Linked DNA regions of Sus scrofa: region 2 is linked to region 1. Evidence: chromatin contacts called from public HiChIP or PLAC-seq data. All regions are on one chromosome and are shown on one strand. The core of a region is the stretch at or near the end of the contact, and the rest is flanking DNA. Distances in the headings are between cores, read along the strand shown.

The links. HiChIP or PLAC-seq counts read pairs in DNA pulled down with a chosen protein or histone mark.
Region 2: a contact with region 1 is called in an H3K27ac HiChIP or PLAC-seq map of alveolar macrophages. The contact joins the promoter of DENND1C here to the promoter of ADGRE1 in region 1. A contact is called at or near these places in 1 of 5 promoter capture datasets (fetal liver) and 1 of 2 datasets of contacts at active chromatin or transcription factors (alveolar macrophages).

The regions. Positions count from the first base shown.
Region 1 is chr2:72,304,154-72,307,793 of Sscrofa11.1, forward strand. It overlaps ADGRE1 (adhesion G protein-coupled receptor E1), which reads right to left and starts at 1,772. Exons shown (of 42, transcript XM_021083974.1): 1 at 1,629-1,772. The coding sequence starts at 1,659.
Region 2 is chr2:72,608,582-72,612,344 of Sscrofa11.1, forward strand. It overlaps DENND1C (DENN domain-containing protein 1C), which reads left to right and starts at 1,962. Exons shown (of 23, transcript XM_003480816.4): 1 at 1,962-2,110; 2 at 3,308-3,372; 3 at 3,453-3,496; 4 at 3,623-3,672. The coding sequence starts at 2,094.

The DNA.
Region 1 (3,640 bases), core at 522-3,021:
CGCGTTGCTGTGAGCTGTGGTGTAGGTGGCAGATGCAGCTCAGATCCCACATTGCTGTGGCTCTGGCGTAGGCCGGTGGCTACAGCTCCGATTTGACCCCTGTCCTGGGAACCTCCATATGCCGTGGGAGCAGCCCAAGAAATGGTAAAAAGACAAAAAAAAAAGAGTGCTAATGGCTAATCCCAGTGCTGACACCCCCAAAGAAACAAGGCCACAATTCAGGATTTGGGGTCCACAGTCACCTGCTCTTTCTAATGAAACCTGCCACTCAACAAGTCTCACAAACCTAAACTTCCAACTTCCCTCAGTATCACTAATTGAAATTTCTCTTGCTCTTTAGTTATTTTAGAGGCAACAGAGCATCATGTTTAAGCATATCAACTCTGACATCACATGTTTGGTGTCAAAATCTAGCTTCACCAATTACAGACTGTGCGGCCTTGGGAAAGTTACTTAATTTCTTTGTGCCTATGTTTTCTCTTATGTGTAATAAGGGAAACAAATCCACTGTACAACAGCTGAGGAAACCCACACTTGTTGCTTAGAAAAGGTCTCCTATTCTTAGATTTGAACCAATGATGAAAACTCACAAGACCCATGAAGGGAACAATGACATGAAAAAAGCAAGACCAAGAAAAACTGACACCTGAAGAAAAAGAAATAAAAGAACAGGAAAGGAGTTCTCATCTTGGAGCAGCAGAAATGAATCTGACTAGTGTACATGAGGACGTGAGTTTGATCCCTGGCCTCGCTCAGTGGGTTAAGGATCCAGCGTTGCTGGGAGCTGTAGTGTTGGTCACAGATGCAGCTTGGATCCTGCATTGCTGTGGCTGTGGTGTAGGCCAGCAGCTGTTGCTCTGATTCAACCTCTGGCCTGGGAACTTCCATAAGCTGTGGGTGCAGCCCTAAAAAGAAAAGAAAGAAAGAAAGAAAGAAAAGAAATACCTTCCCTGGTTTCCTCCTTCTATATAACCCCCGATCACACTATACGACAGCTTCTTTCATAGCTCTTATCACCCCTGGAATGCCCCGTTTTATATATTCTTCGGAGCAGCATAGTTTAGGAATAAAACATACAGACTCTGGAACCAGGCTGGCTTTAAAACCCTGGCTCTACTCCCTTATTACATAAGTGGTCTTGGGCAAGTTATTCAATTTCTTTTACCTCATTTTTTTCTCCTTTGTAAAATGGGACTGTTTCAGGACCCAATATCAGAGGAATTTAGTGAAGACTGAATATGTTCTCTATTTGAGGAACTTAGAACAGTGCTAAGTGAGTGGTTGCTATTACCGTTAGTGGCTTCCTTTCTGCCTACCTCTTCCTGCTGGTAAGTCAGCCTCACAGGGCAGGAACTTTGTCTGTTCACTGCTCTATCCTCAGTGCCTAGAACGGCAGCTGGTACACGGTGGGTGCTCAGAAAATACATGCCAAATGAAGGACTATAAAGAAATTCTTTCTTGGCAGATGAATTCCCTGATTTTTATCAAAGCTTTCCTGATGAAGATGTTTGCAGTGTCCAGTCTAGAATTATGATCTCTTGGCTGGATAGCCCAAGGCCCTCCCTTTTCCCTGCAGCCTATATCCAGTGTAATCTTCCCCCGGACTCCCTAGTCAGCCTCATACTCACCCCAAAAGAGAAGGAAACTGAAGCTCCACATCTTGCTGTGTTTCTGTCATTCGAAGAGGAGAATCTTTTCTCTGTTCCCAGAGTTTTTAATAACAGAGGGTGTGGAGAGAGGGGAAGGGCAGAGCCAGCATTGCTCAATGCAACCAGAGCATCACAGCCCTTTTTGCTGAGTTGCCACCACTCGGAAAGGACAGTGTAGCAAACCCCTAATTTTCTCCTTTCTCCACAGTGTAGAGAGGTTGGTCTGGCTGGTGGGTCAGTGTGTGGATCCATCTCCCTCTCTCTCTCTCTCTTTCCTTCCTGCTGGATTCTTTCTTTCTTTTTTTTTTTTTTTAATTGCAGCATAGTTAATTTACAATGTATACACATATATATTCTTTTTCAGCCTTTCCATTACAGGTTATTATAAGATACTGAGTATAATTTACTGTGCTATATAGTAGGTCCTTGTTGTTTATCTCTTTTATATACAGTAGTGTGTATATGTTAATCCCAAACTCCTCATTTATCTCCCCCTTCCACTTTGTTCTTTCCCCACCAACATCTATCTCCCATTTCTCATCATCTTATTTTATTGCACCCAGTAATAAATGAGCTTCCACCATCTATCCCCAATGAAGCAAGACCAAAACTCAAGGGTCCTTTCCCAGTTTTCCCCGTACAATAACCACCATAAACCTCAAGTACCAGGCACTGTGCTAAATATGTTTCCAAGAAAATTTAATTTCATCGCCATGTCAGCATCATCAAGTAGGGATTCCTACCCCTACCTATCTCATTTAAAAATACAATAGAATGGAAATTGCAACTACCAACCCCAAGCTCCCTGTCAACTATTACATTTAGAATGGATGAGCTAAGCAATGGGGTCCTGGCTGCACAGCACAAGGAAATATGTCCAGTCTCTTGGAATAGAACATGACGGAAGACAGTATGAAAAAAAGAATGTATATACATGTATGTTTGGGTCACTATGCTGTGCAGCAGAAATTGATACAACGCTGTAAATCAACTACACTCTAATAAAAAATAAAGAAAGAAAAGTTAAAAATAAAGATGCTAGAAACAAAAAAGAAAAAAGGAAACTGAGGCTTGGAGAGAAGATGTGTCTTGTCCAAGACTACCTGGACTTGAGATTTGAATCCAGGACCCTCTGACCCCAAAGACTAGAACTTTCACCATTTTGTTTGCCTTCAGCTCCCCATAATATCTGATCACTGTCGGTGACACTCCCACTCCATCCCCCCTCCCCAAGCCCAACCGAAGACACACATACACATGCAACTTCTCATAAACAGGGTGGCCTAGGAATATCTTAGTTAGGGTCTCCCAGATGCAGAGGCTGAGACAAGGCGTCTAGTGAAAGCAGTTCATCAGGGAGGTGACCCCAAAAACGCTCCAGCTGAGGATGGGAGAAGTGAGAGAAGGAAGGAAAAGAGCCCACAATGAATGTTATCCAGTAAGTTACCCAGTAAAAAACTGAAACTGAAACAGAGGTTGAGGACATCTGTGCTATGTAGTAGGTCCTTGTTGTTTCTCTCGTTTATATGTAATTGTGTGTATATGTTAATCCCAAACTACCTAAGAGACAGCCTAAAGCACCCTCTTCAGACTTATCCCAAACGAGGCGGGTGAGGGAGCTGGGGTATTTATCCACCAGATGCTGTCGGTCACTGATTGAGGCTTGTGTTAACTTAAGACCTGGCCTCCAAGCAGATAGAATGCGCTCCAGACCATAGCCCTGTTGATGACAAAATGCAGTGGCTGGCAGATGTCAGGCTAGGGCACCCAAATCCTGTGCTCCAAGATAAAACAGAAGGGCAAAGCCCAGCCCTGAGGTCTTGGGAAGAAGAGCCCCATTTGTTTTCATATTCTCCTTTTTCGCTCTGGGCAAGGCAAAATACCTACCCTGGAATTATGGTCACCGAAGAAGATTCATCAACAGCTCCATCTGTGGATCAAGAGACCCTATCCAGTGAAGCTGCAGCTAAGAACGAGCACGAAAATACAGC
Region 2 (3,763 bases), core at 712-3,211, 300 kb after region 1:
CTAGCTCTACAAATGTTATCCCTGTCTTAGTCTGGGCTGCTCCCAGAATCCCACAGACTTAGGGGCTTATCAGCAACAGACATTTATTTCCCAGAGTCCTGGAGGCTGAAGTCCAAGACTAAGGCGCTGGGAGATTTGGTGTCTGGTGAGAAGTTGCTTCCTGGTTCACAGATGGCTGTCTTCCTACTGTGTGTCTTTGCATGGAAGAAGGGGTGAGGAATCTCTCTGGCATCGCTTTGATGAGGACATTGATCCTATTTATGTGTGCTTCACCCTAGTGACCCCCATCTCCACATACCATCCCCTTGGGGGTTAAAATTTATCATGTAAATTTGGGGGAGGCACCAAAATGCACTCTATAGCAAAGTCCGAGAGTGTAAGAGGGGGAAAGGGATGCCTGGGGTACACTGCACCCCTGATCCCCAACCCTTTCTGGAATCCAGCACCCCTTGGAGAGAAAGAGGGCACCAATCTGTGTTCATCCTCATTCACCTATGTCTTGGCCGGAGGCTTTGGATGTGTGTGTGTGTGTGTGTGTGTGTGTGTGTGTGCATTCATATGCTTATGCTCTCCCCCCTTCCCCAAGCACTTCCTCAGCATGGAAATACCCTTGCACCCAGAGTCATATGGACATGCACAGAATGAAAATCCCCAGTCATCCACATCCTCACTCAGCCCAATAGACTAGACACAAATTCCACAGGCACGCGGACACACCGCATTCACCCCCATATATCCCAGGCCATGCCGGGTCACATGTGGATTCATGCAAATTCTCACCCATATCCATATAGACATTCTCAATATCTTGCAGGAGGCTGAGCAATCTTGCAGACTCGGGTACATTTTTCCTTCTTTTTATTCAGCTGCTTTCTTTCTTTCTTTTTTTTTTTTTTGGCTGTGCCTGTGGCATTTGGAAGTTCCAGAGCCAGGGATAGATCCCTTGTCACAGCAGTGACCCAAGCCACAGCAGTGATAATGCCAGATCCTTAACCCACCAAGCCGCCAGGGAATTCCAACTGCTTCATTTTGACTCTCTGAGTTTGTCTGTGTGATTTCGTGTGTGTGCATGACCACGAGTACCTATTTTGTGTCCTGCCTTTGTGCCGGCAAGTGTGTCTATGTATCTTTGTTTTTCAACGTGACTGTCTGCTTGGGTGTCTGCCTGTTTCTGAGTCTGCAGCTCTGCTTGAGTGGGTGTCTGGCTGTGTGTCTCTCTGTGTGTGTGACTAGATCTGGCTATAAATTTGACTTGTGGCTGGGCCCAACTGTGTCTGTCCCCTTGTTACTGCTCTATGTCTATGCGCTTTGCGTTTCTGTCTCTTGTCTGGGTCTCCTTCTCTGTTGTCCTCTTTGAATTGCCGGCTGTGGTCTCTGCATGTGTGTCTGCTGTTGGTTGTCTCTGTCTGGAACTGTCTGCCCGCTGCTACTGTGTGTTGTCTTTCTGCATCTGTCATCTAGATGGACAAGGACTGCTCCATGCTTGTGCTGTCAGTTTGTGTCCATGACTATGTTCTGCCCACATGACTTGATATCTCTCTGTGTCTGTTTGTCATCTGTGGCTGTGCTGATCTGTTTGTCTGTGCTGGTCACTTCCTGGCCCTGTGTCTGTTGTCTGTCTGTGTGTATGTTTTGTCTGTTGTCTGTCCACCTGCCTGGTACTATGTCCCCTCTCCAGCCTGGCTCCCTCTGGTGGTCATACAGGGAATGGCCAGCGCAGATGGACCAAAGGAAAGCAAGTTGAGGGAAGAGGAAGCATTTTAGGCAAACTGGAATACTTGGCTGCCACAGAGAGGAAGGCTTGGGTGTGATATCAGGGTCCAGATGTGGCCCAGCCTGGCAGCATGAAGCTGGGGGTCTAGCCGATGAGCCTGCACCACCTGCTGCCCACCTATCCAGTGGAAGGCTCTAAGCAGGATGCCTAGGTCTCTGGTTGTGGGTGGGGGCGGGGACCTGCCTCCGGGGACGTCACCCATTAAACTTCCTCTCTAAGCCACACAGGAAGCTGAGCCAGCTCAGGGCCCAGCCCTGTGAAAACACAGGCCCCCAGGACCCTGGGGAAAGGGCCCCGCTGGGCCAGCCCTGCAGGGACCATGGGATCCACAGCCGAGTAAGAGCCACCCCCTCTCCCATCCTCTGGACCAAGATTCCCAGACCAGGCCTGGGCTGGGGCCAAGGGAGGCAAGGTTGGGGCAGGTCCAGGAGGGACCGTGAGCCACAGGGACAGGTGGCTGGAATCTGAGCAGGACTCTCAGCGGGCATACAGTATGGACTCTACCCTCTGGCACACTCAGGCCACTTGGGACCTTCTAATCCCTCCCTCTCTCTCTTTCTCTCTCTCTCTCTCTCCTCTTGGCTCTATACAACTAAGTTTGTAACTCTGAACGTGTGTCTCTTGGTGTAATTTCTGAGTGATGGGGAGGCTGGCTTCCGGGGGTTCAGCAGCAGGGACGGGGGCGGGGGTCCTCTGTGTATCCATGTGTGTGATTTGCTGTGTGGGTCCTGTGTCGGCGTGAGGATGAAGGGATGGGGGTCCCCATATTTGAGACTGTGTGTCTGCACTCACTCCCCATTCTCTTCTTCTCTCTTTCTCCCCAAGACCAAGTCCCAGCATCCCCTGCGTGGTGGACGGGGGAGGGAGGAGGGGAGGAAGGCAGAGACTGCATGGTTTGCAAAAGGACCAGGGCATACTGCTTTCCCTCCTCTGATGAGAAATCTGGGGTTGGTATCCAGGACCCCAGGAAGTCTCATACTCAAAGACACACATGCAGGGGCTCAGACATAGACCCAGTGACCTGCATGGCCTTGCAAGAAAATGGAGGTGATATTCACCCTCACTCTGGCCACACCTACAATCAATCTTACCTGACACATATCCTGGACACTATTTTTCTTTTTTTGCCTTTTTTTTTTAGGGCCGGGCTTGCAGCATACAGAAGTTCCCAGGCTAGGAGTCAAATCAGAGCTGCAGCTGCCAGGTCTGCCCCACGGCCACAGCATGCAGGATCCACACCCCATCTGCAACCTATACACAGCTCATGGCAATGCTGGATCCTTAACCCACTGAGGCCAGAGATCAAAACTGCATCCTCATGGATACTTGTTGGGTTTGTAACCCCGGAGCCAAAACGGGAACTCCAGCCCTGGACAGTCTTATCCTTTCAGGCAGATACAGAATAGAGTCACACACACACACACACACACACACACACACACAGGCATGCACACATGTGTAGACTCCGCACAGACACAGCCATATACACAGAAGGGAGTCCCTGGACCCACTAAACACTTTCCTGTCCCACAGAGGGGATCCCCCTGCTGTGTTTGATTGGTTCTTCGAAGCGGCCTACCCTGCCTCCCTGCAGGAGGGTGAGTGGGGGCCTTGGTGGGGGTGGGAAGATGGGGGGGTGGGTCCAGGACCTTCAACTTAGGGCCCGCTCTCCACGCAGATCCCCCTATCCTGCGGCAGTTCCCCCCAGACTTCAGGGACCGGGTACGTAGGCTGGTTCCTTGCTTCCCCCCCTTGCCCAGGGCCTGCCCACCTGGCGGAGGGGATGGGGGCTCAGGGGTGGGGCCCAACCCGAGTGGCCAAGCAGTGTGTGCTTCTCTCCACCCCCAGGAGGCTATGCAGATGGTGCCCAAATTCTGCTTCCCTTTTGATGTGGAAAGGTATGGAAGGAAGCAGACACCCAAGGACCCGGAGACTCAGACCCCAGGGACTCAAACACTCAGAAACTCAGATATCAGACACCATATCCCC